5 separate regions of the Mus musculus genome follow, and all the other regions are linked to region 1. Evidence: chromatin contacts called from public promoter capture Hi-C data. All regions are on one chromosome and are shown on one strand. The core of a region is the stretch at or near the end of the contact, and the rest is flanking DNA. Distances in the headings are between cores, read along the strand shown.

Region 1 (4,470 bases), core at 901-3,400:
TTTAGCTCCCCCTAGAAGCCCAGGCCACCCTGGCTATAGCCTGCAGCTTCGTGCTCCAGCTAACAGAGTGCACCATGGTTTCCCTCTAACTTCAGGGTACTGCCTCCTCTCCAATAGACAGACTTCTCATAATGTTCATGGCATTTATTATGCAAACGTTATACGTCCCTCAAGTGGGATCCCCAAGTCTGCAAAACAGTGCCCATATCGGGTCAGTTAAAAGCCATAATAATACACTAACTTCAACCATCGCTTTCAGATTTGTATGCCAAAGGAATTCTTCATGGCTGCCCATTTAGCAATTATTACACACACACACACACACACACACACACACATACACACACAAGAGGGAGGGGCAGACCCAAGTAATGACTATGACCTTGTGGCTGCCTGTTTAGCAGTCATTACACACACACACACACACACACACACACACACACACACACGGCCCCTGGTAGTAACTGTGACCTTGCTTTAAAGACTCCTTTAAACCTTGGAGGGAAAGGTAATGACCGAGTAGTACTCATCTTTAAGAGGCACACAACAAAGGTGAGATAATTTCTAAGAAAGCTCTTAAATAGTAGGTAAGATTTGCTATGGTAGCCCACGGGCTTTGTCTTGTAAACTTAAGTCCCTTTTTAATTAAAGACACTGTATAAGAGGCAGGGGTCAGTTTTCACGCCCTTCCATTGAATCCCTAACTGAATTCAGCTGGAAGCTCATCACTATCAACCCAAGTTCCAAGGCTGCACGCCATGTTTACACTGGCAAAACCCAGCTCTTGAGTTAGGTCCCCACAGCCTCTCCAACGGAGAGAGTCGCCTGCTTCTGGAAGGAGAGGGGCCCAGAAGTCTGCTAGGGGGATCTCAGAATTGGGTAGCCTGGTGAACAGGTGTATGCAGCAACTCCCCATCTCCAGGACTGTATGTGCAAGCTGTGGGTCGGAAAGGTTTGGATAGCTCCCTTTGGATCGCTACTCTGAGGACTTTTCGCCTTCTGGGCTTCATGCTAATAAACCATAGGAAACTGCAATCTCTGAGTAAAAAGGTGTCGAAAATTATTCCCCTTCCATCAGTCATAGTAGGACTCTCTCCTCCCAGCTACAAAAACCTCGTGCTTGTGCACAGGTTTCTTGGGTAATGAATCGGCTTGTGATGGAGGACAAGATTGGGAGGGTTTAAAAGAGACAATAGATGCCAAATTTGTACCCGGGACCACTTAGTTCCCTCTGTTTCCCCGGCTGAGTCCAGAAAAACCATCGGACCTTCGTGAGCCATTTGCTCTAGCTGGTTGGCGAGGGTGCATAAGACAGCCCTGCCAAAGGGTTTCTTCTGGTCAGACTTTCCTGCTTAAGGGATGGAAGGTGGAGTTGGCAACGTCCCTGCACCCGAACAGGGCCAGGACCAGTAGCCCAGCTCTGCTGCTACCTCTGGCCTCCCTGCTCCTCAGGACTCCCGGGGAGCCTCCGCGGGGAGGCGGCCAGTGCGCATCAGGAGCGCAGTGCTTGAAGGTGGCCAGCCTGCAGCCACTTTTCGCATGACTTTTCTCACCAAATGCCAGGCTTTCCTGGAGAGGACAGCGGGAGGGCGCGGGAAAAGGCCCCAAAGGCGTAGGCTAGAGATCTCTCCTCCAGAGATGGGGCACACTAGACCCCCTCCAGCCCTGCCCACCTCCCAGGCCCGCAGGCAAGAGAAGCTGGTGAGCGGAGCTCCGGGATGCCCCCGCATCTGTTGGCACCAGGCGGGAGGCGTCTGCAATCACCGCACTCAGAAAAAAAAAAAAAAAAAAAAAAAATCAAAACCCACCTGGGCGACAGAAATCCAAAGGCAGTTCTTACCGTTGGACCGCCGCACGATGTTCTCCAGAAACGTGTTCTGCGGGGCCACTAGTCCCCGCCGGCCGCCAGCCATGGTCATCCTCCCGACTGCCGGACTCTGGGGGCGTCCGGCGCCGTGTCTCACCGCAGCAGGCGGCCGGGTGCGCAGCCCGCAAGCGTTCCTGGCTCCACGCGCCCCATGCGCTCCGCAGCCCCGGAGCGCAGGGGCGGCGGCTGGCTCCCGCTGCCGCCCTCGCTGCGCTCCGCACCTCCCCGCTGCGGCCCGCCCGGGTGTGCGCTCGAGTGCCCCGGGCTCGGTGCGCCGCGGCCGCCTCCCGTGGGCGGAGGGAGCCAGCCGGTCCAGGGCGCCCCCTACCGTGCGCGCATCCCTCGGGGACACAGCCGTAACCAAGAGCCACGGGGTGAGGCTGGAACCGGAGCGGCACCCTCTGGGTGCAGCGGGAAGTGTTATCCAGAGTGTGCCTGGGGTGTGCAGAGCACGGTGAGCAGCTTTATTGGTAAAGTCACATACACACACACACCCGAAAAGGTCACAAGAAGACTCTTTCTTTACGCGGTGTCAGATCGGAGTCAGAACCTTCAGGCTCTGCAAACAGCATGAGCTGCATGTCTATCCAGCTTCCCCAGAATTAACCAACCAAGTGTCTAAGGGCAACAACTTACAGAGTGACTGCCAGATTCAGCTCCCAGGAGCCGTTTTGGTTTGTCTTTACCATCAATGTGCCTGCAGCCTCCTCAGTTGATAAATGGCTTTCACCTGTTTGGCGTCTTCTCTTACAGAGCAATCATTTTACCAAAAAAGAAAAACAACAAAACATGAGTTGGCACATCGGGGTTTCCAGCTACAGTACAATCTCTTAAGATTTGTGTGTAAGGTGAAAAAAACAAAAAAAAAAACAAAAAACGGGAACTGGCTGTCCAGCATCAAAGAGGAGGGCTACTTCTGAAAGCTTCCCAAAGTAAAAGTACATCAGATTTTAATTAAACAGCCATAGCTGTGGCTTGGAGAAGCATCCACAAGGCACAGGTGAAGCAGGTGCGGCTTCACAGCAGGTAGAAATGACTTGGACCTCTTGTTCACTGAAGGAAGAGGGGGTGTTCCAACTGCACATAATGTGTACCTGTCGTTGTGCTGTGCGTGTGGCGGGGGACTGAGACAATGCCCACAGAAGGATGCATTGCTACTTGACTGGTTAGTTTCCAACTGGACAAAGATTCAAAATAAAATGCAAAGATAAACCCGCCGCTGAAGCCCGTGACGCCGGGGCTCACCTCCGGAAACACCTTAATGGTTCGCAAAGACACACTGTCTCAATTTTTTAATCTCAGAAGCAGAGCCAATTCCTTCCAGGCATTCTCTGAGTGGTCGAGCACTGCGGAGAATAGACGGGGGGGGGGGGGGGGGGATCCTGACTTTAAAGTTCTGTGCGGGAGGTCTGCAAAGATGGCTCAGCACCTGAGAGCACTCTTGCAGGAGACCTGCGTTTAGTTCACAGTAGGCCAAAGCCATCTGAAATTTCAGTTCCAGACCATTTGATGCCCTAGTCTGACTTCTTCAGGCACCAAGCATGTGCATAGTACACGTACAAACATGCAGGCAAAACACTCAAACTCACAAAATCTGTCTGAAAAAAAAAAAAATAAGTGCCAAATCAAATGTCATTTTCAGAGTGACTAAATTAATTGGGCCATTATAAATGTCACCTTTCATCTATCTGTGTGGATATAACTCAAGCAACGCTCCTGCCAGCAGAAGATGGCTCGGCAGGACTGGTGTGTGCTATGACTTGAAGGTAAAGCTGCATCTCTCCCACTGGATAACGGCTCCCTGCAGGTTAGAGCTGTGATTTCTTAAACACTGGCTCCGTCTAGTGGTTCTTTGTTCTATTACAAATGAGGTAAACTACTCAAAGAGAACTTGATTTTGATGGCTACCCACTTCATTTGAGTAGGTTCCTTTGAATAAGGCAAGATCTTACAGCTGTGCCATGCATGATGGAAAGTGCTCAAGGGGTAGCTTTACATGATTGTGTGTGTGTGTGTGTGTGTGTGTGTGTGTGTGAGAGAGAGAGAGAGAGAGAGAGAGAGAGAGAGAGAGAGAGAGAGAGAGAGAGACCCTTCAATCAAGATCATGCACCTGTTTGTGGAAGTGAAAACAATGGGGGTTGTGGGGTGGGGAGAGGCATCTGACAGAGAGAGACCATAAAATTTCCCTCCTACTCTGTGGCTTAGATAAAAAGGAACAGGTGTCATTCGTTTGAGGTGAGAGCCTTGGTGGGCTACCTGTTAAAAGGAGCTCAGGAGTAAGCTTCCCATATGAAGTATGCCATTTCTGTGGGTCTCAAAGCAGATGTGTGTATACACCTTTTCAGAGAGTGATTCCCATGGCACACAAAAACTACACTAAAACATCAACAATCTTTAATCACATTGAGAGAGTTCTTTGGGTCTTTGAAAGCACACCCAACGGTACCCTGTATCTGGCTGGTCCTTGGCTCCTCTGACTGAAGGAACAGTCCAATTCTTTCCTGAGACTTACAGGAGGAGGCTGCTCCTGCCCCATCATTCATAGAACACATGGCATGTCTGAAGCCAGCCTGGACACACAAGAAACCTTGTTTTGAAGCACA
Region 2 (4,470 bases), core at 1,384-3,883, 1.2 Mb before region 1:
CAGTTGCATCAAATTTCTGCTGGTGGTGACTTTCCTGCCCTGATGCTTCTTGCTCTCAAACTGTGAGCCAAAGAAACGTTCTCTCTCAAATTGCTTTTCCTGGGTATTTTATCAGGAAAAGTAAGGTGGGTCTTTTAATATGTAACATCTCCACAGGTGGCAGGGCAGAGTATTTTCCATGTGAATAAACCAAGAAAGAAAAGCCTGAGGGTATGCAATAAGTGGTGCCAGAAGCCAATATTTGTACTGTGGCTGGAGCATTAGATGGGTGAGGAGAACATTTCATAAGAGGTGGTTCATGCTGGATCTCAGAAGGCCTCCAGCACTGGCTAAGGTGCCCAGATTCTATTCTGTAAGCAAATTCTGAGGTAAAAGCAGGGTCTTTTATTGAGAGAATTCTAAAATGAATGGAAGCTGGATTGGGAAAGTGGCTTAGTTTGTTAAAGCTACCATAACAAAATATTATAAACAGGGCGGCTTATAAACAATAGGACTGTATTTCTCAGTCCTGGAGGCTGGGGAAACACAAGAATACTCAGCACCTAGTGGAAATCTCTTTTGATTCCTAGAAAGGTCCTCACATGTGGAAGTAGCAGGGAAGCTCTCTGAACTGCCTTGAGAGAGGCACTAATCCATTCACAGGGTTATGAATTCTCCATCCTCATGACCTAATCACAACAAAGGCCCTGAACACAGTCACAGTGAGGAGTAGGTCAACACAGGAACTTGGAGAGGGGCCTAAGTGTTCAGACTGGAGTCCAGAGACTGATCCCAGCTGTCATTGCTAAGAGATGACCAGGTACTGGTCAGTAGCTTCTGTTTCCCTTCACCCATCATTGCAGGAGGCAAGGCCAGTAACTGTCCCACAGGACAGATAGGAAAAGTAAGTCAAGATTCACTTGACTAAGGCCACACATCCAGTCCATGGAAGACTTAGGAAGTCAGGCTTTTTCTCCTGCCTCCTGAAACTTCTCAGCCAGCACCTTGGGAGGGCCTGTCCTGTCTGTATCTCACAGACCAGGACAGTCTGGAATAATGTCGCAGAAGTAAATCTTATGCTAGTTAGATTTCATCAACTTGACACAAACTGGAGTTGCTTGGGAAGAAAGAATCTCAGGTGAGGAGCTGCCTCCATCAGATTGCCCTTTGGGCGTGTCTGGAGGACATTGTCTGATTGATGATAGGCACTGGGCAAGTCCAGCCCATTGAAGGTGGAGCCACCTCTGGGTTGACAGCCAAGTGGTCCTGGGATGTATAAGAAGGCAAGCTGAGCAAGCCAAGGGGAGCAAGCCAGTAAGCAGCACCCCTCCAGGTCTCACTTCAGCTCCTCTTGAAGTTCTGCCTTTACTTTCCTCAGTGATGGACTGTAATCAGAACTGTGTAATTCAAATAAGCCCTTCCTGTCCCATGATGCTTTTAGTCAAGGTGTCTATCACAGAGACAGGAAGTAGACTAGAACAAGAGACTTCAGAAGGCATAACAAGGAGATGCATACATATTCTATTTGTTGGCATCCATGAGTTTGCCAGAGGCATGCGTAAGAAGTAACAAAAGTGATCACCCCTAGACAGCAAGGCCAGGCTCAAGGGTAGAGGGATAATGCTTTTTAATACAGCTCCTGTCATGGAGCCATGAAAATGCTATTTTTCCAACACTTCGGGGTGACACAAAATAGAAGGCTAACTAGGAAGAACATACGAACGTGTCTAAGGGCTAACAGGATCTGGGGACAGCACAAACAAGAAGAGTTCCTGGGAAGTTGATAGATACTGACCTTCAGGAGGAAAATTCCAGGAGAAAAGTGAGGTTGGAGGTAGCTAGAATATGGCCACATTCAGGTGAGCGTTCCTCATGAAGGTGGTTATGGGAGCGTGGGTGGGCAGCACTGAGAGACTAGAGAAGGAGAAAACAAGATCCAGAAGTCAGAGGCCCGAGGAACCTGAAGAGGGAAAAGAAGACTAGCCAAGGGGCAAGGCAGAGAGATGAAGATGAAGTTCCAGAGGGAACAGGGCATTTCTAGAGGTCTAGTGGTCTCCTGCAGTCTCCCGAGTTATGACTGGGGACAGAATGGGGTTGGGGGCCCAGAGGAGAGGAGAGGAGAGGCATCAGAGATTAGGCTAGAACCTGCCAAACCAGGGGCTTCTCTCCCTCCTCCTTCGGAGACAAAATAATAGGCTCACTGCTCAGCGAGGATGACCACTTCTCAGCAGATACAGATCCGTTCCAGGGCTGGGGGAAGGGGCTTTTAGACCACCTAACCCAGCAACTGCTGTGTAAAGTGGAAACTGAGTCAGGCAGTCCCAGACAGCTTCTCTGCTTTTTTTCTGTTTACACTTCAGGGGGAAATCCACAACTTAATCTCACGTTGTTTTCTGTTATTCACACATCAATGCAGACAACATTTAACACAGCTGTGCCCTCAAACACACAGTGTGTAAACAGCTACTCGGGCATTAAAGGGTTCTTTCTGAGCTTGGCTTTTTTTTTTTTTTTTAATTCCCTAGGAGGGAGGGAGGAAGAGCAGAGCCCAGAAAAGCAAGGAGAGATACAAACCACTCTAGCTACTTTTACTCCCCTTTAAGGCTGCCTGGTTACAGTCCTGGGAAAGAAAACCCCTGTATTCCTCCCCTTTAATTGGGTTTATTGTTAAAGCACTGGGGCAGCTAATCCTCACAGACCTGTAGGAGCAGGCTTGCTGGCCAAGATCACAGACTGGAGCACCTTTCTTGTGAGCCCCTGGGTAAGACAGCCTGTTTCTTCTCTGGTCTCTGGGGAGGTTATCTTGTTGGCACGGAGAGGGAGAGGGTTTGAAGACTCACTTCCTTTCAGCCCCTGTCAGTCTCTCCTGGCTCTTGTAGTCTCAAGGGTAAGTTGTAATGGAAAGAGAAGCTGTATGAGGCCCTAGTAGGTGCTTCCTGGGGGGGATATCTGATCATTCCTCCTGGGCTGGACCAGGAGAACCTTCTGTACTTACGGGCAGAGACAGAAATAGGAGAGCATTGTGCCCAGTGAGCTCGGGTATGGCTGGGGATGGGAGGGGGTAACAGGACCTATAGCTCCTTAGCACCCCTCTTCTAGCTCACCCTTCATTCCTTTACCTCTGGGACCTAACTCGTCTATCAAAGGAGATGGCTTACCCCACCCACACTAGCATCTTTGGTGGGGATGGATAGCTTGTGGATACAAAGGCCATGGTAAATAGCCTGTGGCTGCTCTTTTGGGGGGGCAGATGGCCTCAGGCCTTGCAGCAGGGTCTCGGAGACAGGGTTCAGCTTCCCACCCCAGGTCCAAGGCTGCTGCATAAAGATGCAGGACACAGACATAAGCTAAAGCTTTCAGTCATAGCTGGTCCCTTCACCTTCCCCAGGGGCTCATCTGTTCCTGGAGTCTAAACTTGCCCAGTGTTGCTCTGTGGGGTATTCAGAGTAGGTTCGGATTCACCACCCACGCTAGCCCCTCTCTCCACGTAAGTTTGACGCACAGCTTTAACCCTGAGACTAGAGGAGGTGGTTGCAGGGCCAGCTGCAGTGTGAGCCTGGCCAGCCTCCTGCTCTGGAAACAGAAAATTGATCAAGAGGAAAAATCTCTGAGCTGGGTCAAGAGGGTCAAGCGGGTTCTGTCTCGGTTAAGGAATCTTTCCAGGTCACAGAGCACGGTTGGGCTGGGACCATCATTCCTGTGGACCTGAGCTAAGCCAGTGCCAAGGATGAGAACCAGAGTACAAAGTGCTTAGTAATAGCTGATACTGCCACGCTTTGCAGCTGGCAATGGGCTTTTAATCCATCCAGTGATGTGCTAGATGGTCCCCTGCAACCCATTTAGTATATAGCTCAGAGAAGTAAGGTGACTGATATAGCTATAAAGCCAGCATCCCTTGTGTCCTGGCAGCATTTGAACACCAGTCTTTTCCATGTTGCTGTGATGTGTGTGTGTGTGTGTGTGTGTGTGTGTGTGTGTAAAAGAGCCCTGTTTAAAGATGACGGAAACTTTGGGAAAAACCTGAAGGCTGAGGAGGCAAAGGTTTAAGATGGATCCAGGAGCAGCTCAGGTAAGAGACACTGCTCCCCAGCTTCAACAACGAGGATTTGAACACTGCAGGAGACTCAGCCTTTGTCAGATCATTGAAGCCATGTGTCTCCCAGGAATAAGTCAGGTGCTATGCAGCATGACAGTGTCAGAAAGAGGAAGGATAAGATGAGCACCATGCCATGGGCCACCTCCAGAAGAGGCAACAGGTCCTGTGGTACAGTGACAAGGACACTGGAAGCCTTAGAACGGCCACGTACTATCTGTTTGACTCAGGGCATCTCCCCCTGAACATTGTTATCCATCAGTATCTCAGCTATAAAATGGTGTGAGGTGGATCCACAGCAGGGATCATGCCTGCAAAGTGCCTAGTACCACCCTGCCCAGGGGCTCAGTCCTTGCCTAAATAGTCCCCAAGGCCTGGGAGCAATTCTGGTTGAAGGG
Region 3 (4,470 bases), core at 1,145-3,644, 1.1 Mb after region 1:
AAATAAAAGCCTCAGAGATTAACCACAGAAGAAAGACTTAAATCACATACCCATTAAGCCATGCTCTTTAGCTTCCTCCCAGGCCTGTCCGTTAAAGCTGACGTTCTCCTGCACAGCCGACTCAAATGTCTACAATAAATCCAGCACAGCCAAGTCAGTAAAAGTGACTCTGACACAGAACTCAAACGCGTTAGTAAAAAATAATGGACTCTTGGTGAACTGGAATGGAAACAGTGGGAAAATTAACTCTTAGGAGAGGGGCTAAATACCCATGGCGCATGGTAGAGACTGCACTGGCTCTATCTATAACACCGTCACTACGGCCAGATAAGTGACAAACAACAGAGAGTGGCAGCCTCTAGAGAAGTGCAGGGCTATGCAACAGTAAGTTGTCCCCAGGAAGGGTTCAGGATGGATGGGGAAGTCAAGGAGGACTTAAAATACGAGATTGTTTGAAACTGTTGTCAATGGGCACGCCTTCTGTACCACTTCTATAATTAAGAAGTAAGCATAAATAATGACTGATAATTATGAGCTAGAGTATGTATTCTATACTAGTATCTTATAAAAAGGGCTGTGATATAGCTCAGTGGACAACACTTTGCTAGCAAGAGCAAGGAAGGCTCTGCTTTCAATTCTTAGCACTAAAGGGAAAAAAAAACCTATTTTATAGGATAAGATTCTTACTATATTAAACTCTTGAGGACATTTAGAAAACAAATTGTCTTTGAAATACTCATTGCTGTTTCATCTATCATTTAAGAATGTCACTGTGTTTCTCAGTCTTTCCTAGATGTTTATCAACAAACCTTCTCTACTTCTGATTCTCTTTAAGATCTCATTCAACAAGCTATTAGAGGTGAAGTCACATTTGTCTATTCCTACATGTAAATGTTCTCATTATCTTAGCATTTTTCTATAATCAGATAAACCCTCTTAGTTACAGTCATCTCCCAAGATAACTATTAAAAACATTAAGTGCCGTTTCTCTCCTTGCCTTACTTCTAAGGAGAGAATAACACAGGAGCTACTATTCCCAAAACTGGGGTATAAAACTACAATCCAAGGAAGGTTTCTTCATTATTCTTTCCCTTAACCACTGTTGTTTTAGTTTTTGATGCTGACAACCTCTATATTTACTCTGCACTCTTGTCATTGGTCATGAATGTGCTGTTACAAGCTTGAAACTTTCCCCTACATATAGGCTGTTTATCTGCTTGAGTTAGCAGTCCTTCGATCTCTAGTGTCTTTTCCCAGAAACCATCATATTCAGGGGTACACAAAATATAGGAGAAATAAGTGTGTTCTAAGGGTTTATGGGTGCCGGGGGAGCAACAGGATGCACAGGTTCTACGTAGCCCTGGCTTGTCTGGAACTCACGGCGTGGACCAGACTAGTCTCGAACTCACAGAGATTTGCATGCCCCTGCCTTCCGAGTACTTGGCATACACTGTCATGACCAGCTCAACTAGAACTTGGTAAAATTTAACACCAAGACAGCTTCTTCATCTATTTTCAACTTAAAAAGAAAATGTTTTCTCCCCGAATCCACACGATGTTATAAAAACAAACAAAAACAATAACAATGACCAAAAACCTAGCCAGATGACTGACTTCAAGGATTATCATTTCCTGGAGAATTCCTCATACCAACCAGCAAAGTTGCGCTGGCCCACAGGAGAGCGACTTTGTCTTTACTGCGCACTTAACTACCAAAAGAAATGTTTTGTAAAACACAAGATTTGAAAGCTTGCTATGAAAGCAAAATGTGATGCCTTGTTTATACGTATAGCGCTGTACATGTTCAAGAATATGGGTACACTTAATACCGCCTGCTTCTTAAGATTACATACGTGTTCGCCCTGTATGTTCCTGACAGGAAGCAGCACCCAGGCGGCACTAGCATCTAGTTGCCTTCCCTGGCATTTCCCAAGCCAGTCTTGGGCATCGTTCCATCTGCGAAGGCCTGACATGGGCCCCGAGCCAGAGCCAGGATGCGCTGGGTGAGGACCGGGAAAGAGGGGTCCGTACCCACTGTGCGTCCCGCAGCGCGAGCTCGCGGACGTCCTCCGGCAGCACGGCCCCGAGCTCCTGCACGAAGCGACCGCACATCTCCATCACTTCCATCACCGCCCTCTTCAAGGTGCAGCGCACTCGGAAGTCCTCTAGGGGAGAGTCTGCTGCCGTGGCCTGAGGGTCTGAGGCGGCCTGGGCATCGTGGTCCTGCGGGGCGGAGACGAGCACTGTTTCAGAGACAGCCGCCATCTTCCCGGTTTAAACTAAGGCGGGAATCGCTGAGACCGGAAGGATGCTTCCCTCCCTGGAACGCTCCTGCACGCGTCCGACTGGAAACCCGATCCGCCGCCGCCGCAAGGTTCCGCCTCGGGTTCCGCGGCCCCAGAGTTCCGCCGCCTGGCTTGCAGTCGAGAAGCCTGCAGGAGTAGCTATGGGTTTGGGGTTAGTGGACTGTCACTGCCATCTCTCCGCCTCGGACTTTGACAACGTATGTGAGGGGGACTTGGGGCTTGCGGGAGTCGGGAGGGCCGTGTCTCCTTTCCCGCAAGTTTTTCTCCCCCAAATCCTCAGACCGTACCTAGTCTATGGCGACCCTTTCGAACCAGCGTCCTGGAACTGACATTCCTCATCTTACACGGCGGTTAACTATTTCTATGAAGCTTTAGTTTGTCGTCTCAACACCCCTTTCTCCTACCACTCTTGAGGTGTGCTGATCCATCCAAGCCCTTAGCAGAGGTTCTAGTTCTGGCCCGGCAGAGGGACAAACAAAAATAATAACACTTGATGGAGTGAATGTGTAGGGATGGAAATAGGTTTTACCGGCTACATTGGGGAAAGTGAAGAGGAAGGAGAAGTAGGTGCCTTTTTCTTAGGAGGTGACGCTTAGGGTGTGAGTGTATGGTAGTGATGAACACCGGCAGGTTGTAGACCTCCCATACATTATAGAATTTGATCTGTTTTAGTTAACCAGCAGCTGGAAACACTTAATAAAGGAGAAATTTCCAGGAGCTGGGAAGGGTAGGTCAAGGTCAGTAAGACATTTGGATTGCATTAGATGCACAGTCTTAACCCTTAAAAGTTTAAAAACAAACCCATTTTAAATATATATAGAGAGCGAATATTCTGAAGACAAATTTGCTGCTGAGTGGCAAAAAGGTGGAGGAGAGAAAGTGAGAGCATTTAGGAAACGTCTCAGTTTACAGACAAGAGCTGGTAGAAGCCAGTACAGTGAGAATATCATGAGAATACCATGTACTCAACAAATTTTAGGAATAACACCAACAGTACATGCATGCCTTGGATAAGAACAGCAAGGGGAGGAAGAAATCGAGCATGACTTAGATTTCAGTTTGTGCTTCCTGTAAGGAAGATGGTGATGGCCTTTGCTGAGACGAGAAAAGGTTTGGGATCAGAGTGGGCAGGTGGGCAGCTGGAAATCCTAGTGGGGGGATATTGGTTAAGTCTGATCTCATCCAAGTGGAAAGATTAGAATACATAATCATTTCAAATGTGAGTCGTGGGTCTTGGAGAGAGTAAAAACTCTGTAAGTTGGAGATTCAGCATGGTATCAAAAACCACGAGAAGGGGAGGATATAGCTTAGTGATAGAGATCTTACATAGTGTGGTCGAGGATGTTAAACAAACAAAGGAAAAAGGCAGAATCCCTTAAGGCAAGTGGAAAGAGAACAGAAGAGCTTGAAGTCACAAAAAGGACAGAGAATCAGTCAAGGAGACTGAAGAGTTACCTACCACTAGGCTGTGAAAGCAAATCATGAGGGAAATGTCCAGAAGCCTCTGAGGGACAGAGTGAGAGAGGACAGGAAAGCTCTGTGTGTTTGGCAACAGAGATCTCTGTTTTGATATAGTGTGCATCATGGACTGTGAGAGTAAGGAGGAGGGTGACTTCATTTTCTGCCACTCTGTTCCTTGCTAACAATGTTGTCCTTAATGGTGCCTCTGCTGCCTGTATATGGACCAAGAGCAGTTAATTACTCGTGTAAAACAAACGTGGTTGCTTCTGTTTGTTGTAGGATCTGGATGATGTGTTGGAGAAAGCCAGGAAGGTAAGCTAGAATCCATATCCCCCCCCCTTTTGTGCCCTTCCTGTTTCATTCAACATACTGTTTTTAGGGACCAAGTAGGCAGACTCTGCTGTTTCCGTGGTCAGCAGTATATTTAAGCTCTCACTCTGTGCCAGCCACAGAGCTAACCCCCCACTGAACTTTAGATCATTTAAAGTCTCACCTTCTGAGGAAGTTACTCTTTTATAGTCATATATTCTCCATTTGATAGATGAGGAATCTAATGTCTGCAGGTTAGTAGCAGGACAAAGGCACATGCTAATGAAATGATAGAGACATGCTGGTCTGATTTAAAAATGTGTCCCTACAGCCACCATGCTTAGCAGCACTGGAGAATGGGGCAGTCAGTCTTTTGAGTTTTAAAGTCATATTA
Region 4 (4,470 bases), core at 1,007-3,506, 1.1 Mb before region 1:
TAAAAGGAGGGGAGAGCTGGGGATTGTAACACAGCTAACAGTGCATGAAGCCCTAGGGTCAGTGCTCAGTAATGCATAACCAACTATGGAGCTTTTGGTGATGTGCACCTATAATCCCAGAATTGAGGAGCCAGAGGCAATAGGATCAAGAATTCAATATTATCCTCAGCTACATAAGGAATGCAAGGCCAGCCTGGGTTACATGAGACCATATACATGTATGAAAAGTTCACACTATATTTTTAGTAAAAAAAAAAAAAAAAAAAAAAAAAAAAAAAAAAAAAGAAAGGGGGAGCATTTCAGTATCCAGCAGTGATCCTAACACATGACCGGTGCCATCTACATGTGGCTTTAGAATCAATCTGGAGACATACACTGAGCCATGTAAACTCTGTGTCAACTCTTGGGGCCTGTGTAGTGCCCGGATGAGGCTGTTGGCTGAGCCATTGGTGGAATATGGAGAAAGTACGTCATTTCCACTTTGTCTGCACAGCTGACCGACTGAGCCATTACCAGAAAGCAAGCAGCCAGAGTTTCAGAACAAAGGCTCTGGGGAAAGCTTGAGAGTGAGAGATGGGGACTCAGGAAACCACACATCACCCTTGGGTGAGGACAAGAAGACCCAGGGAGCCTTCTGAGAGAGTCAGAGGAGCCTCTTCCTCCTGAACTACAGAGAGATGGGAGGAAGGAAAGGATGCTTACCAAGCCACAGGAGGAAAAATGCTGTCATCCTGAGCCAGTGCAGGTCCTCAGAGGGGTCGCCTAGAACAAAGCAAAGCATCCTGGATGGTCAAGCTCCCTCCCCACCCTTTCTTCATTGTGCTAGACCACTGTCCTCACCAGGTCCTCATCCTGGATCTTCACAAAGACACTTTGGAGCAGTGGGCACATTTGTAGCCAATGGCAAGAACCTGCGAGGGAGCCCTGGGGAAATCCCAGGATCAGCTTCCTCTTCTGAACTGTGTGGAAACATGGGGACTGTGCAGGAGGAGGGAGGACATCCCATTGCAGCAGATAACTAAAGGGAGGTCTAAGGCTTTGTTTCTGCAGAGGGGGGGGGGGGGGACAGGCTTCTCAGGGCTTCAAACCAGGCTTAGGTACAAGCCAAAAGCACCCAAGCCAAAGGTGCTGAAAGTCTAGAGGCAGGTCATTTCCTGAGTTGACAGGGTCTCCAGGATTACAAGGCTACAGTGCAGGTGAAGCTGTGGTAGCCACAATTCTAGGAAAACCAGGCTGCAGGAATGCTATGGGAAGAAGAGAGATCTTTAAAAGCCACCTGGGGTGCCTTGGGGAGAGGTGAGGTGGCACTGTGGGAAAACATGGGTGCTGTGGGGAGGGGGGAGGTGCTGTGGGGAGAGGTAGGGTGCTGTGGGGAAAGGTGGGGTGCCGTGGGGAGAGGTGGGGTGCTGTGGGGAAAGGTGGGGTGCCGTGGGGAGAGGTGGGGTGCTGTGGGGAGAGGTGGGGTGCTGTGGGGAGAGGTGGACCCGACAGTTTTAAGAAAAGTAAGAGCATCTCAAAGCATCTCCCGTTCTGAACAAAAGCACAGAAGGCAGCTGGAAACAGTGCAGGAGGCAGGCCCACTTCAGAGGCATGCACCACCCTTCCTCCACTGGTCAGCCTAATGACATCCAAGCAGCTGGGGAAGAAAGATGGATGGTGGTCAGGCAGAGGGGAACCAGCAGCCTTTCTGCCATTACATCCCAATGCTTCGATGGATGTCCTTCCTACAGAGCAGTCGGGAACCCAAGCTGGGACTGTGGCCTGAGGTCTCAGGGCCACTGAGGGTCAAAGACAGAAAGCATCCCTGACATTTCGCAGTACTCTCTGCACTCATGCCCCAGCTGAAAACCCACCAAGAATGAGGCTGAGCAGAGCCCGGCCATGACCATTCCTCCCACCTTGCCTTCGTACTAAGCCCAGATTTTAGCTGCTTTCTTCTAAGTCGCCAGCAGCTTATCAGCCATGAAAAGCAGTTCAAACAGCCGCAGACGTTTACCCAGGTGTTCTCAGGTGAGCTCCCAGAGGAGTGCTGCATGGGCCCTGCAATCGGCCTTGGCCCCAGACCTGCTCCATCCACCCCCACAGGACAGGTAAGGCGGAAAACCTACCTCACCCTGAGCTCCTATGCTCCCCTGCCTTTCTCCAGATCCCTCTCGGAGAGCTCCCTGGGAATGTGGGGTCCCCTCTCTTGGCTCCACAGTTTTAAACAACAGCCTCACCTCTGGAGACTCCCTGGCTGGGTGTAGCCCCACTGCTGGCGGCCTCAGGAATCTGGCAGCTGCCACGCCCATCTGATGTCACTGCACCCCCACCCTCAGGACAGGACTAGGCAAGTGGGTTGGTCTTGGAGGCTTCCTGCCCTTAGGTGTCTAGAGGGCTGGAAGGTGCTGGAAACAGACAGCAACAGGGGCTTCAGAAATGGGGGGGGGGGGTGTTGTCCTTGGGGCAGGGAAATTTGGCACCTTCCCAAGTCTAGTAGGTGTCAGCTTCCTCTTAAGTCCCAGACTACCCTGGATAGAAGACCAACCGGGCAGGTGACACACAGCATATAGTGGATCGTGTTAGGGTTTGGGCATGTCACTGGGCTGGACAGTAGACCCAAATATTCAGAACCCTGGAAAGCACCATAATCATCCCAAAGAAAAAATGTGGAAAATCCCAAGTTCCAGGGAAGTTTGGGGGGCGGGGGAAGAATGCCCTTAAAAGCTCAGGAAGTGGACAAAGCCCAGTTTTCCCACAGAAGTTGAACAGAGCAGCCTGCATTCTGAGCCTCACGCTCCCTTGGCACTGCTGGCAAGGAGCCCCAGGACAGGTAACTGCCTGTGAGTCACTGTCCCAGCTGCTCCTGAGCCCCACCCTCCTGGGCAGGAATGCCAGCCTGCAGGGCCAGGAAATAGACCTGACCAGGGGTGGGAGAAGGCTGAGGCACAGCTAGGCTACTAAAGCCAAGGCAGGCTTCCCCTGGCACCAGCCAGGCCCAGGAACATAGTCCCTTTGTGGGGTCTCATGGGCTCCAGCCACTAAGTGCAGAAGCAGGACCAGGAGGAAAGAATACTTCCCCTTCAGGTTGGGTCAGAGAGCATCTCAGCAAACCTGGAAAGTCATGGATCCTGTCCTGGTCCTGAAGACACTGATTTTTTTTTTTAACACACTTTCCTCAAAGTCACAATTTGAAGGAGACTCTCTTTTTCTGAGTCAGGGTTCCACATACCCTAGGCTGGCATTAAAGTCACTAAAAAAGTCAACAAGGACCGTGATTTTCTGATTCTCCTGCCTCCACCTCCCAAGTGCAAGGATTACAGGTATGCACACCATGCACAGTGTACATTATGCTGAGCACAGAACCGAGGACTTCATTTGTGCTGGATCAGGCACTCTACCGCTGAGATCCATCCCCAGCCATAAGCAAGACTCTGCAATGTCCCTATTCCAGTGTGCCAATGTTTCCTTTAAATTAGAGGGATACACCTGAGATCCCTTAAAGGGAAAAGTAGAATGTTCTGTGGACTGAACTGGATATGTCTTACCCTGAGCTTCACATGTAGATGAAGCTCAGATGGAGAAATCCTGAAGTTAGCAAACAGACAAGGGGCTGTTTAGAGGCATAGCCAATGCTCCAGCAAGGGGATAGGGACAGCATTCTGATTAAGTCTGGTTTAATTCTGCAAAGTGAGGACACACAGCTTCCATCATCAGTCCTTGAGGGGCACAGTGAGACCCCTATCAGTTCTGGCAGGGAAGGGTCACCTTTGATAGCTTGGGTTTTGAGAACCCACCTCCATCACTTGGTCTATTTCATTTCCACTGCCCAAGTCTAGACTCCAGGAAATCTCCCCTTAACCAGCGGATGTGACAAAGAGCTCAATAATAATTAGTTCAGCCTGCAGAAAAGCTTAGGTGTGGAAGCCCTGATCTCGGAGGAGGGGCAGGGAAGAGGGATAGGCTGCACTGTGAATGGCTGGTCCCTATAAACTCCCCTTTTCCCCCCTTTTCCCCTCCACACACCTTTCTGAGCCCAGAAGCCCAGGTAAATAAGCATTTGGTGTCTCAGCCTTTGCAAGCTGGGGCAGGTCCCAGGTTTGGCTTCATAGGAGACAAACATCAGCTGCTCTGCAAAGGCCTCCCACACAGAAATGTTCTAGAAGCTGTTTCAGCAGCTCTCAAGTGTAGCCCACTCTTCCAGGACACCAACCATTCCAAAGTGTCCCCCTGCCAGCCCCCCCCCCCAGAATTCAGGTCACTTGCCACAGGCTTTAGAACATCAGAGCCCAATATGTCCAGAGATTAACAGTGTAAAGCAGAGCCCGCAGCTCCATGAAGCTGCCCTGGACCACCAAGCTGTTAGAACTTTTGCTCAGGAAAGTGAAGCTATCCTGGACTGACTGGTTTGGTTTTACATCCATACCAGCAAATACCTATTAGCAAATTCTGCTGGTTCTGTGTCCAAAAGTAACCAGACCTCCACCTCCA
Region 5 (4,470 bases), core at 1,025-3,524, 1.0 Mb before region 1:
CAGACTCCCTATGCAGCAAGGAATGACCTTGAACTCCTAATCTTCCTGCCTCCACATTCAGAGCTCTGAGATTATATGTATACACCACCATGATCAATTTATGTGGTACTACAGATGAAACTCAGCCTCATGCAAGTTGGATGGATAGTAAATAGTTCTTGATAACAGGCAGTCACCTCACAGAATCTATACAACAAACACAGATCTTGTCTACCGTGAACCCTTCTTATACAGAAAACCGAGATTTTTATGTCTAAATGACACTCCACCAACAAGGCCCACACAGACCCCACAGAGGGCTGAGTGCCTGATCTGCCACAGATGTGGACTGCAACTAGCTCCATGTAGCATAGCAGACAACCTTGTAAATGTAGGGGATGAATACTATTGCTCCCACCCAATGACTGGATGTTGGACCACCTCTGAGATGTGTGGACATCTGATTTAAAAGTGACCAGCAAAATCCTTGAAAGACTAAAGAGCAAAGTCTTCGAAAGACTAACAACAGTTTGCCTACCCCAGACCTCCTGACAGACTCAAGGTTTGTCAATCAGCTTTCCCTCGCCTTAACAAACTCCCCCAAAAAATAAGTTATGAAGAGAGAAGTTTGGAAGGTTCATTCCATGATCAGTTACCTCAGACGTTTCCAGGCCTGTGATGAGGTGAACAGCAGAGCAGAACTTCGTGATAGGGCAAAAGCTCACCTCATGACTAGAAAGTAAAAAGTGGAGAGAAGAGCCTAGATGGACTCTCCCCTCTGAGGACACACTACCAACAGTCTAACTGCCTCCCAATAAGCCCATTCCCAAGATTCTAGCACCTTCCAGCAGTGCTGAGGTGGGGAGCTAGGCTCTGAGATGTGGAACTTTGGGGGATCCAAACCACAGCATATAGATAGATAGATAGATAGATAGATAGATAGATAGATAGATACCACTAGTAGACTAATAAAAGTACCTGGAGCTTTATTCTAGAATAAATTACTTGGGCTGGTAATGCACTCATGTATTCATGCACCCATGCACTCATGCACTCATGTACCCATGTACTCATGAACCCATGCTATGTGACTTTGAACTTGCATTAACATTAGTCCCAGTAGCATGAGTATAGCACCCAAAGAGTACCCAGCCATAGATAAGAATTTGATCTCTGTATACATTTCTATATAGTTTTTAATAAAGTCCAAAAGGATCTATGGCAATTCTGATACAATCTCCTGTCTCCCTGTGTTCTCGGGTATTTCTCACCCTAGGAGCCTCCTTGGTCTGGGTTCTAGTATAAGAATCTGGCCTGCGTGCTTCCTTCCTGCCTACTTCTTGACTTTTTCTCTTAAGAGAATGAGGAAATAGCAGTCATGAAGAGGACTGTGATAAGTTCTCCATGTTAACAAAACTTATCCTAGCTACTTGAATATATCATTATCTGCCTCACACCTGCTTCATACCTGTCTCACACCTGCCTCACACCTGTCTCACACCTGCCTCACACATTTCGAACTGTATAGTCTCCATACTGAGTGGCTTGTTCAGAAGGTTGCAGAGCAGTCCTTGAACTTGTACAAACTCAGTTTCCTGTTTATCTATCCTGAGTTGCTCTGGGATTTCCCATTTGTAAGTTTCTTTTTAATGTATCAGTTCTCTTTAATTTTTCCCAAAATTTCTTAGTTCAATTCACTGGGATTTTTCAGATTCTTTTGGCTACCTGCCTTCTGCCCTCTAGCCCTCCATATTTCACCCCTCCACACTGCCTCATAAAGACATGAATCCAGGATGCCCTCAAGGATCTGGAACTCCACAAAACACACAGATCCTTCAGACCACAGGAGACTCTACCCAATGCCAGTATTGGGAAAAAGAGACTCCAAACAGCTAGATGGTATGAGAAACATCCCTCCTGGGTCTTACCACAGAAGTGGCAAGGTATAGATATGGCCCAGAATTCATCCCTGTGTAGTCCTAGAAAAACATTTTTTTTTAAACAGGGTTTCATGTAGCTCAGGCTAGCCTTGAACTCAATATGGATGATCTTGACCTCCTGGTCCTCCTGCCTCTACTTCCTGAATGCCGGGGTTTCAGGTCTGGCTTTTAATGCTGGGGGTGGAGTCTAGGGCTTTGTGCTTGCTAGGCAAGTAAGCACTCTACCTACCGAGCTACAGCACCAACCAGAGGAAGTGAATACTGGGCTGAAACTGCCAGAGAGCAGACCAATCAGGTAGTTGGAGAGTGGGTGCCTGGGTGGACTTCCTCACCAGCCCTGGAGGCCCCAAGAGTGCAGGGGCCCTCTCAAATTGCTAAGGGCAAGGAGAGGAACTGAGGTTTGTGAACACTGTGGCTTGTGTTTCCTGTTTCAGCATGCTGCTGTGCGAAAATAACGTCAGTATAAGAAGAAAATGGTGAGGGGGTTTAGAAACTTCTTCAGAAACTCGGCTTGACAGCTTCCCCAGCCTTCTGAGACCAGAGAGACCTAGAAAGAAAGGGCTGAAGGCTCTCCTGAGACACTTGAGACAGAACCTGGGACTTGAGGTAACTGTGGAGGAAGATGCTTTGGGATCTTGGTTTGGATCTGCTGACTTAGGGTGGGGCAGAATACGCTCTGCCATGCCAGCCTCCTGCGTAGCAGCAGGTGGTAGAATGTACTCGATGGGGCTTGTATGACAAAAAAACATCCTGTGCTAGAGACCTCAGGCAACCACAGGGTATGGCTCCCAGCTCTGCTCCGTCTGATGGCTTCGGTTAGGTGTGAGTTGCATGGCTTGGTGTTGGTGTGCTCTGCATCCATAACACAAATTAAATGACTTTTCCCAATCCCTTCAATGTAGGGATCCCTGTAACAGGCTCTTCAGCTCCCGCTGAGAACTCTGAACTAAGAAGGCCAGATTCGTGTAGGAAGCCACCCATCATCTCCTCTGCATACACAGCCAGGAGGTAGGTGCAAAACTGTGGCAAGTCAACATGTCTGTAGTTGAGGGGCAGTGTGCTGCTGTCTTCCTGTGCAGGAAGGAGAGCCTTCCCTAGCCAGTACTAGCCCTTCCTCCGAGCTCTAACTAGGCCCTTTCATGTTGGCCAGGGGTACCTCAGAAACTACAGAAATCCTGGGCAGTGGCCTTGTGACCTTTTTCTGAACTACAGGACCAGTTCCTTTTTTTCTATAGCCTGTCCCTGTCCATCAGACTTTCCATAGCCTACTTGCGTTAAAGCAAGCCAGGATGATCCCACCATCCTAGAAGGCTGTGTGGTTCCATACAGGTGTCACGCCACACCCCAGGAGGTGTAGAAGGCTATGGGTTTGGAGACACTCCTCTCTCTAGGGAGCCATTCCTATTGCAACTTCCTAAGCATTAAGACCTAATGATGCAGAGAGTAAAATAGCCATATTTCAGTGGCCCTACAGACAATAGATGGAGAACAGGAAGAGACATCCTCACAGACCTGTTCTCAACCCCTCAGACCTTTCTTCTTCCCGTCTGGAAGGTAGGGAACCTGGGAGCTCCCTCTGGTAAGTCCCACAGTGGGGAGCCTAAGCCCTCACACTTATAATGGCATCTCCTTTCTTCACCTACCTGTTCTTTGACTTCCTGTCTGACCTAATTGAGTTGATGATTACATCCAGACCACACAGAAGTGTTTTGTCCTTGTAACCCAAACTCAGAGACTACAGGAACCACAGTAAAATTATTCCAAGATGGAGCTACAAGCCCTGTTCAGAACTGAGAGTGGGAGTAGGGGAGTCAGAGGGCAAAATTGATCATTCTCTGTCCTACAGTCTGGCGTTCCCTGGGGCATTTGATTCACAGCACCAAGTTTTCAGTATTCAGCGCCAGCCATGATAACTACAATATTTTTATATCTATTATTTTTAAAAGGCTGTCGCTTATCATATGCCATGTGGTAGGTATATGGTGTGGGTGTTGGGTGTTGTCTTTTAAGGTTCATGCCCCTTCAAGGGAAGTTTTAGCCCCATCTTATAAATAAGAACACTGAGGCTTAGCAACCCCCCCCCCCCCACACACACACACATACCTGTTTGGTGGGTATTGACAACCTAGAAGTGAGTCACAGTCTGGCCCCAAAGCAAGGGTTCCCCTCCTTCAGTGAAGACAGAATAATCGGGTGCTGTGGCTTGAAGATGCACATGTATGTAATTCCAAGTCTCCTCTATATATTCATTTATGACAAAACACAAGTAGGCTTTTTGGCTCATTTTCTACATAATTCAATAAACAGGGTGACATGTGGCAGATCTAGGGAGCCCCACAGAGGGAGAGTGGGAAGAAGCCTGAGAGAAAGGCAAACAACACCTCAGTCCTTGGGGAAAGCTCTGCCCAAGGCAGAGAGTGTCCCTCCAGTCCTCTAGAGTCAGATAATTAAAAGTATACAGGACTTAGTCACACAAGAGCCCTCCAGAGAGTGAGATTGCCCAGCAACAGCCATGTGAATGAGTACTGTGACCAGAGGGAGAATAGGAAGC

Evidence for each region. Promoter capture Hi-C pulls out the DNA fragments that hold promoters and counts their contacts.
Region 2: a contact with region 1 is called in a promoter capture Hi-C map of pre-B cells, with 5 times the contacts expected there. The contact joins the promoter of Camk1g here to the promoter of Kcnh1 in region 1. A contact is called at or near these places in 3 of 39 promoter capture datasets (embryonic stem cells, liver and pre-B cells).
Region 3: a promoter capture Hi-C map of pre-B cells shows a contact between it and region 1, with 2.6 times the contacts expected there. The contact joins the promoter of Tatdn3 here to the promoter of Kcnh1 in region 1. A contact is called at or near these places in 2 of 39 promoter capture datasets (pre-B cells and stem cell-derived epiblast-like cells).
Region 4: a promoter capture Hi-C map of stem cell-derived epiblast-like cells shows a contact between it and region 1, with 4 times the contacts expected there. The contact joins the promoter of Lamb3 here to the promoter of Kcnh1 in region 1. A contact is called at or near these places in 2 of 39 promoter capture datasets (frontonasal cranial neural crest and stem cell-derived epiblast-like cells).
Region 5: a contact with region 1 is called in a promoter capture Hi-C map of embryonic stem cells, with 3 times the contacts expected there. The contact joins the promoter of Traf3ip3 here to the promoter of Kcnh1 in region 1. A contact is called at or near these places in 2 of 39 promoter capture datasets (embryonic stem cells and liver).

Annotation. Positions count from the first base shown.
Region 1 is chr1:192,188,457-192,192,926 of GRCm38.p6, reverse strand. It overlaps Kcnh1 (potassium voltage-gated channel, subfamily H (eag-related), member 1), which reads right to left and starts at 2,150. Exons shown (of 11, transcript NM_001038607.2): 1 at 1,841-2,150. The coding sequence starts at 1,919.
Region 2 is chr1:193,368,445-193,372,914 of GRCm38.p6, reverse strand. Camk1g (calcium/calmodulin-dependent protein kinase I gamma) reads left to right here and starts at 2,633. Exons shown (of 13, transcript NM_144817.2): 1 at 2,633-2,740.
Region 3 is chr1:191,060,834-191,065,303 of GRCm38.p6, reverse strand. It overlaps Tatdn3 (TatD DNase domain containing 3), which reads left to right and starts at 2,394. Exons shown (of 10, transcript NM_001357166.1): 1 at 2,394-2,503; 2 at 4,047-4,079. The coding sequence starts at 2,447. Nsl1 (NSL1, MIS12 kinetochore complex component) reads right to left here and starts at 2,283. Exons shown (of 6, transcript NM_198654.3): 1 at 2,032-2,283; 2 at 51-129. The coding sequence starts at 2,265.
Region 4 is chr1:193,299,780-193,304,249 of GRCm38.p6, reverse strand. It overlaps Lamb3 (laminin, beta 3), which reads right to left and starts at 2,256. Exons shown (of 23, transcript NM_008484.2): 1 at 2,109-2,256; 2 at 703-762. The coding sequence starts at 730.
Region 5 is chr1:193,199,350-193,203,819 of GRCm38.p6, reverse strand. Traf3ip3 (TRAF3 interacting protein 3) reads left to right here and starts at 2,274. Exons shown (of 16, transcript NM_153137.4): 1 at 2,274-2,525; 2 at 2,822-2,927.